2 separate regions of the Sus scrofa genome follow, and region 2 is linked to region 1. A link is a contact called in public Hi-C data. All regions are on one chromosome and are shown on one strand. Each heading gives the region's core, a stretch centred on a gene start, on an enhancer-like site or on the middle of the called end of the contact. The rest is flanking DNA. Distances are from core to core; before and after follow the strand shown. Region 1 holds the start of BLOC1S2 (biogenesis of lysosome-related organelles complex 1 subunit 2). Region 2 has its middle 21 kb from the start of SCD.

Evidence for each region. Hi-C and Micro-C count contacts between places; a contact is called where the count stands out from the background.
Region 2: a contact with region 1 is called in a Hi-C map of skeletal muscle, with 8 times the contacts expected there. The contact joins the enhancer-like site here to the promoter of BLOC1S2 in region 1. A contact is called at or near these places in 3 of 47 Hi-C or Micro-C datasets (heart right ventricle, liver and skeletal muscle) and 1 of 2 datasets of contacts at active chromatin or transcription factors (alveolar macrophages).

Annotation. Positions count from the first base shown.
Region 1 is chr14:111,395,774-111,399,967 of Sscrofa11.1, forward strand. BLOC1S2 (biogenesis of lysosome-related organelles complex 1 subunit 2) reads right to left here and starts at 1,836. Exons shown (of 6, transcript XM_001929529.5): 1 at 1,800-1,836; 2 at 1,768-1,797; 3 at 1,282-1,398. The coding sequence starts at 1,821. It overlaps PKD2L1 (polycystic kidney disease 2-like 1 protein), which reads right to left. Exons shown (of 16, transcript XM_001927121.4): 16 at 2,931-3,903. The coding sequence ends at 3,640.
Region 2 is chr14:111,480,819-111,484,476 of Sscrofa11.1, forward strand. No RefSeq gene overlaps it. Among named protein-coding and RNA genes, the nearest start is that of SCD, 21 kb to the left of the region's middle. Within about 2 kb of position 1,708, at least 77 of the 83 cell types and tissues checked have an H3K27ac peak or open chromatin away from gene starts, as enhancers often do. A contact at or near this core is called in alveolar macrophages, liver and skeletal muscle, where this site is marked.

The DNA.
Region 1 (4,194 bases), core at 586-3,085:
AGTTAGAAAGGGAAATGATAAACTCAAGTACCAAGAAAAAGGAAATGAAACAGTCCTGGTACCTCTACAACATGAAAACATACAGTTTGGCAGACTGCAGCATAAATACATATATATCAAAATATATATATAAAATCAACTAGGAACTCAACACATCTTAGTAACTCATTTATTACTTGATTCAACATTGCATTTTTTTTTTTTTCTTTTTAGGGCTGCACCTGCAGCACATGGAAGTTCTCAGGCTAGGGGTCAAATCAGAGCTATAGCCTGCCTGACTAAGCCACAGCCACAGCAATGAGAGATCTGAGCCTTCTCTGCAACCTACACCACAGCTCATGGCAACACCAGATTCCCAATCCACTGAGTGAGGCCAGGGATCAAACCCTCGTCCTCATGGATACTAGTTGGGTTCGTTATCACTGAGCCACAACAGGAACTCCCAACACTGCATTTTATGCACTGACTTTTTCAAACCATTTGCCTGCTTCTCACATCCTCATTTCCCTTCCCAATCCCTATACAAAGCAAATAGCCCCTACTCCAACTTTCCCAAAAGCCAAGTCTACTGACATCAACTGCCTGTCAGATACTACGGAGGTCCAGGAGGATAGTAACTGAGAAAAAGCCATAGATTTGGTGGTTAGGAGCTGATAGTTAAGGGGTATGATGGTCTTGGGGCATGTAATTTCTCTGAATGGTGGGAGCAGAGACCAGACCGGAAGGGTTTACATGAGTGAATGGTGACAAGGAGGAAGCAGTGAATGTAGGCTACTCTTTCGAAAGGGTTAGCTGTGACGCTCCTTTGCTTTACTGAGCAAATGATGTGGGGTGTCAAATAGAGTGCTTTGGGGCTGGAGGAAACCTGAATATGTTTCTAGATAGAGAGGAAGGTGCCGGGATAGAGTGTGGAAAAGCAAGGGAAAGGAAATGATGAAGAGAGGCCCTAATGAGGTAGAAGGATTTGGGACCAAGAGCACAGCAGGAGGAGTTGTCTTGGCAAGAATAGGAATACGTTTACCTCTTGAGAAGACACTAAGGCACAGAGAAATCTAGAAGTGAGGCAAAAAGACAGGCAGTTGATGTCAGTAGACTTGGGCTTCTTTGTTACCCATTCATGACCTCCCCAAACTTGCAACAGGATTGTTTCAGGGTGTGTGGGTTTAGGGAGGGAGCCACAGACTGATGCTGCTAAGGCACCTCACAGGTCTACCTGCTCCAAACCCCAGCTCCAGCAAGTGGTGCCCGGCACTACCCGAATCAACCCAGTTCCCGCCTCACCCGTCAGTTCCCCAGTCAGGTAAGTTGCCATTTTAGAGAACATGTCCCGGCAGAGCTCATTGATGTCAGCCTCAGCGGGCTCCTTTGCTTCCTCAGCAGTCTCCACCGCGGCATCATCTGGATCAAAGGAGAATGAGTAAGGGCCCCGCCCTACACCCGGTCCTAATCCAGCCGAAGCAGGCTCTCCCCACACACCTCCACTTGTCCTTCCATCACAGCGGCTCCATTCTCCATGTACCATAATTTCAGGTACCTCGCCTCGTCCTTGCCCCACCTGACATGCCAACTCTGCTCCCTTGCACTGACCTCAGTTCACACTCGATCCCGCGGCCGAAGCTTCATTCGCCCTGACAGAACAAACACACGCACACACAGAAGCGCCTCTCCGACCTGCCTGCTCCCGTCAGGTGAGCTCCGGGATTCCAGGTCCGTACCCGGAGCCTCAGCCCTTTCACAGGACACTTCCTCCCCATTCACTCCACATACCTCGAACGGGCTCCTCTCGGTGAGCCCGGGAACCCCCTCTGCCGCCGCCGCCATGCCCTGCAGGAGTTGCTTCCGGTTCTCGGGTGCCTGCGCATGCGTGCCGGGCGTGCCCCGCCCTCCCTGCCCTGGGTTCGTTGCCCTGGGATCCCGAGCCTCTGGGCTAAATTGTACCGCAGGTGAAAGGGTAATGAGCAGTAAGAGAATGTAAGCTTAGGGCGTAAACACTAAGCCGAAATTGAGACTAAAAAAGGCTTTCGTGAGTCAATCCGTAGTCAAGAGCCCGACGTGTGAAACAAAGGATGCGCCCAATCCTGTGGCCACTGGCGGAGGGATCACTAACTAGTCTAGGAAGACCCAAGACCTAATGGGGTGGATCGAGCCCAGAGTGGCCTGCTGGCTGAAGTGACGGAGACGAGTCAGCCCCTACGCAGAGAATCCTTACCCAGCTGGTTTTAGTGGCTGAAAGACTGACTGCTCAGGAAATCCATGCTTCTGAAGATAGTCTTATCCAGGGAAACCTGTAGGCATGATCCCTGAGCCGAAATACTCTCTCTTCCAATGTCCCAGATTAACGTCAACTCGTTGGACTTTTTTTCTCAAACTGCAGGCTGGCACCCACTTCTCTTCAGTTGATACAGCCTTTCTTGAAGAAAGCTGAGATAACTTTTCTAGGGCTGAGGATATACTCTGGTTATCTTGATTGCATTCAGCTGTTGACAAGACTCTTGAATGTACAGAGTATATTTGATAGGATGGGAGAACTCCTGTATTTGACAGAAGCAGGTGAAAGGAATTGATGAAAAAAAGAGACTGAGAAGCAATGGAAGGTGCAAAATGAGGGAGGGATAGAGGTCACAAGGGAAGAGAGAAGAGATATATAGCAGCTCTTGGGATACAGCCCTATACCCTGAAATCTTTGTGTGGGGGGGTTTGTCTTATCCCTAGTTATCCTCCATCGGCATTCTCCCACGACCCACACCCTAAAGCATGTGCGGGCACACAAACACACACACATACCCCTTACTCTCTTCCCTCTGAGGACCAGGTCTCCTTAGGCCACTGTCTCCACTCTCTCTAATGATACAGTCACAGTGCCAACCATTTCAAACCATTCCTATGAGCCAGAAATTTGTATTTCAGGACCCCTGGGACAGCCCATCTTCTTCACGATGTCACCGCCCAGCAGGGATGAGCTTTCTCCAGCCCAAGTACAAGGATGGCTCACAGTTCCAGCCCCTCTTCTTCCCCCTGCATTCCCAGAAACAAGTGCAAAGTCTTAGTTTTCCTAAGGATTTTTATTGATAAGCAACAGGTTTGTGACGTGTCCCCACATTGTCCTATGGAAGGACAGAGTCAGCTCCCCCACATTTCATCCAAAGATCTCAGAATCCTGAGGTTATTTCTTTGCTGGATTCTCCTCATGCTCCATCTCTGTCCTGGTTTACAGCCCCCTCGGTGTTCAGTAGCATGCACGGAGGCAGGCTCTTTCACTGAGCCTTCGTGGACTTTGTTGGGGAAGGCTGGGGGAGGTTATCGCTCCAGAGCCTCGGCAACACTGTAGTCTTCCCATGGAGAAAGTCTCCTCTCCTCTCTGGCTCCCCCTTCTCTTTCACAGGGAAACCCTATGAGGAAGACACGAACCTCAAGGGTGCAGCAGCCCATCTCCAGATGTACAGAGGAAAAGACTCATTGGCAAGTAGGATGCCATCTAGATACAGCTATTCTCTTAGCTGTATTTTTTTCACAAAGCATGTCTATCCAGATCTTAGAAAAGTCATTACCCTCCCTTTCTTTACTTCTTCTTCTTCTTTTTTTTTAATCATCACAACAGAGCTCAGAGCACAGGGAGTGAGAGGCCCAGTGGGAACTATTTCAAAGAGCTACACAGCTACACACAGAAACACAGCTCAAAAGGCCAGGCACAGGGTGGGCCTCTGCAGCAGCAGTGGTGGGACCTGTTGCCCTAGAAGCGTAGGGCATGTGCCAAGGGGCTTCTGGGGAGGCAGTGAGAGAGGAGCCTGCTGTCTGATGCTTTAGGACCCCTCCCCCACCACCTTCCTGCCTGCCCTGGAGTTCCCAGGGGTCTGGAGTCACGGATGTGGCTGCCTGCAGCTGCTCCCAAATGCTTTCTTCCCCCTGTTAGAAGAAAAAGAGACAGGTCACTTGAAGGAGGAGTTTGTGTCCCACTTTCCTTGTACTTGGATCTGTTTCTCCAACCCCAGACCATCTCCTAGAGACCAAGGCAGCCCTCAGGCCAGAGCAACCAACCTCAGGTCTTCCCTCCACCTCCCACCTCCCACCTTGGCTGATACAGTGACTAGCGCAAACGTGGGAGCCTGAAAACATTGGTCTTTCAAAAATGTTTTGCCTCTACCCACTGAGTGGAAAAGATGGTAGAGTCCAGCCGTGCGGAGCCAAAAAGGAGCC
Region 2 (3,658 bases), core at 458-2,957, 85 kb after region 1:
TAGGTAAAGTTCCCATACCACAAAATTAGCCATTTGAAAGTGAACAATTTGGTGGCTTTTAGTCTATTCAGTGTCAAAACCTTTCCATCACCCCAAAAGAAGACTTTGTACTTGTTCAAAAGCCACTCTCCATCTTCCCCTCTCCCGCCAAGCCCTGGCAATCACCAGTCTGCTTTCTATCTCTACGGATTTACCTAGTCAGGATATAACATACAAATGGAATCCTACAATATCTGACCTTCTGTGCCTGGCTTCCTCCTCTTGACACGGTGCTTTTGAGGTTCATCTACATCATAGCATGTATCAGGACTTCATTTCTTACTGTTGCCAAATAATATACCACTGTATAAATATTCTGCAATTGATTTCTCTATTCACCAGTTGGTGAATATTTGGATTGTTTCCACCTTTTGACTATTGTGAATAGAATTGCTATGAACATATGTGTGTAAGTAATCGAGTACCTGTTTTCAATTCATTTTGGTTTATACCTACGAGCTGGGTGATATGGCAATTCTGTTGAACTTGTCCTGGAACAGCCAAATCACTTTCCACAGTGGCTGCAGCATTGTGCATTCCCACCAGCAACGTGTGAAGGTCACCCTTTACTGTTAAAGTGTACATGTACTCACTTCTTCCTTCCTTCCTCCCTACTTGTAGGAAAGCCAGTCCCCACAGACCTTCCTTCCCCTGGAGTGGAGGGTGGAAGAAGCTGTCCCTCTAGTAGAAAGGTGATCTACACAGCTGAGCAGCAGGAACTCCTCTGCTCTCCGGCTCTGTCTCTGCACTTGCCTTTTCAACGAATAAGATTCTGTGACCAGGAATAGGTGAGGACAGGCACCCATCTCCCCCTGTGGCACACCCACCACAGCCATTTATGTTACCCCATAAACTACCCTCCAACACCTCCGTCTTCACACGGAACATACCATTAAACCGTCTTAAACAGTCAAAAGCGACAGCAGAAAGGAAGCAGCTCTGTGTGGAAGCTGCACACCCCACCCCCCACCCCCGACCTGAAGGCTAGCGTTTTAACTCTCAGCTCGAGCTTAAGATCTCTGAAGACACAACCCCTAGCCTTGTCCTGCCCAGCCCCCCTTGCTCAAGGGCCTGCCCGTCTGGGCCTGTCTGGGCCTGGCTGGCAGCAGGCATGAATGGAGAAGAAGAGCCTCCCTCTCCACCCCCTCTTACCGGGGTTACTGGCGGTCACAGAGCTATTTACATTTACAACAGCCCGACAGCGCCTGATCAAGCCGGAGCCAATCAGCAGCCCCCAAGCTTGTCTGACTCCGTCAGCGCCAATCAGGAGGTGCTAGCCTTATAGCCTCTCTCACTTTGAATCACAGGTCGGCTCTCGCCTTTTTTGGGGAGGCTAGTCTGACTCAGAGCTCGGCTCTCCTAGACCTCAGGTTTGCCTTTTTCCGGAATGGGGAAAATACTGAAATACATGCACTTGAGAATTCTAGGAGTGTTTTACATAAGAATGGAGAGCAGTGTTCTTTCCCAGCACAAATCCAATGCTTCTCTGCGGCAGAAAAAAACATAGAGTTTCTCCTCCCTAACTGTCAGCCCCTCCCTAAGCCAGGATCAGCAACACGGGCTCTTAAATCTACAACTGCCTTTGAGATGGGCGTGAGACCTTGCTAAGGAGGACAGGCCAATAGGCAGCTCTAATTTTTAGTCTCACTGCAATAGCGCAATCACCCACCACGTGAGAGGCAAAGAGCTAAGAATCAGCAAAACAGGCTAAAGATGTTGGCGAGTCACAGAGTAGAGCAGAAGCAGGAACTTGTTTGGAATGTCAGGGCTGATGTAACTGAGTAGAATAGAGCGTGCAGGAAGAGTGAGAGAGGGAGGGAGGGAATGCAACGTGGAGGGAGCCCTGGAAAGCCAGCCTGGAGAGTTTCGACTTGGCTTCTGTAAGAGATAGGGAGCAGTCGGTTACTCTCTACTGGGAGAGGAAAAAGATCTTCGTGTTTCAGAGAGTTAACATAGAGAGCAGATCAAAGAAGGACCAGATTAGGGCTGGAAGATCAGTTAGGAGGTCATGAGACCTAAAAACTAAGACAGTAACAGTCAGATGGAAAGGAAGGGCACTGGGCTGTGAGGTATCTTGGAGCCGAATCAATAGCACTTAATTGATTAGATATGTGAGATAAGTGGGGAGGAGAGTCAGAGGTGACTTTTAGGTTTCTCTCCTGTGTCACTAGAAGGGGAGCATTAACTGAAATAGGTAGTTAAAAAAGACGGAGAGAGAGAAGCAGATTTTGGAAAGGGAATAGGAGTTCACTTTTGGACGTGGGGAGTTTAAGTTACAAGAAAAATAACCACATGGGAAAAAATATCTAGTAAACAATAATAAGGATCTTGGTGATTAGAAGAGAAATAAAGATGATCCAGGAGTTCCTGTCATGGAGCAGCAGAAACAAATCCGACTAGGAACCATGAGGCTGTATGTTTGATCCCTGGCCTCAATTAGTGGGTTAAGGATCTGGCGTGGCTGTGGCATAGGCCAGCGGCAACAGCTCCGACTGGACCCCTAGCCCGGGAAACTCCATGTGCCGTGGGTGTGGCCCTAAAAGGCAAAAAAAAAAAAAAAAAAAAGAAGACATCTAAAATGAGTTCCCCCTGTGGCACAGTGGGTTAAGGATCTGGTTTGTCTCTCTAGAGGCGCCGGTTCTATCCCTGGCCCAGTGCAGTGGGTTAAAGATCCAACATTGCTACAGCTGTGGCTCAGATTCAGTCCCTGGCCTGGGAACCTCCATATGCTGAGGGTGAGGCTGAAAAAAAAAAATAATAATAATAATAAAAAAACGAGACATTCTTCTCCCCTGAATACTGTGCAATGAATGGATGAGCTCACCTGAACTAACAGCGTCACCTAACTACATCTTCCTAGGAATTCTCTTATGCATGTCGTGGATCAGCCTTAGAATCAGAGCCAGTAGAATAGCCAGTGAAAGAGAAAGAGAAAGAAAATATTCTAGGGGGTGTGGGGGGATGCGCTGGGGTTATGGGATGGAAATCCTATAAAATTGGATTGTGATGATCATTGCACAACTATAAATGTAATAAATTCATTGAATAATGAAAAAAGAAAGAAAGAAAAAATATTCTAGAACTTGGTAGGTTAAGGGTAATGTTCTATACAAAAGTAATCACAGCTCATAGTACCTCTGCCTTTAGCACTGAAGCAGAAATAGTGCATTACCCTAGTGTTAAGGACTTGGTAAGTGTGAGCATCTGCCAAAAACAGATGGACCCTGAGGCCAAAGCTGCCCCTATTTAGGGAAATAGGGAGAATCTAAAGAAAGAAGGAGTAAAATGTGTATTTAAAATCAAGGGTTTCGGAATCAAATATTCAGTGAAATGTAAAGAAGAGGAAATACATTAGGAGAGACGATCTCGGTTTTGATATTTATAACTTCAGTAGAAAGCCTTTAAATGGTGCAGAGAGAAGTTATCTACTGATCATGGACTAAAGATAACCCAGGGCCCCTAACAAGATCCTGGCAGAGCAGATCCCAGACACAACCAGGGTCTCCTTTCTCAGTACCCTGGTTCGGGTGTTGAGGCAGCAGTGGTGTTGGGAGAAGGCTGGCGAGTATGAGATAAGACAATGTTGTGGTAACAGACAGGAGGGGTGGGGAATGTCCCA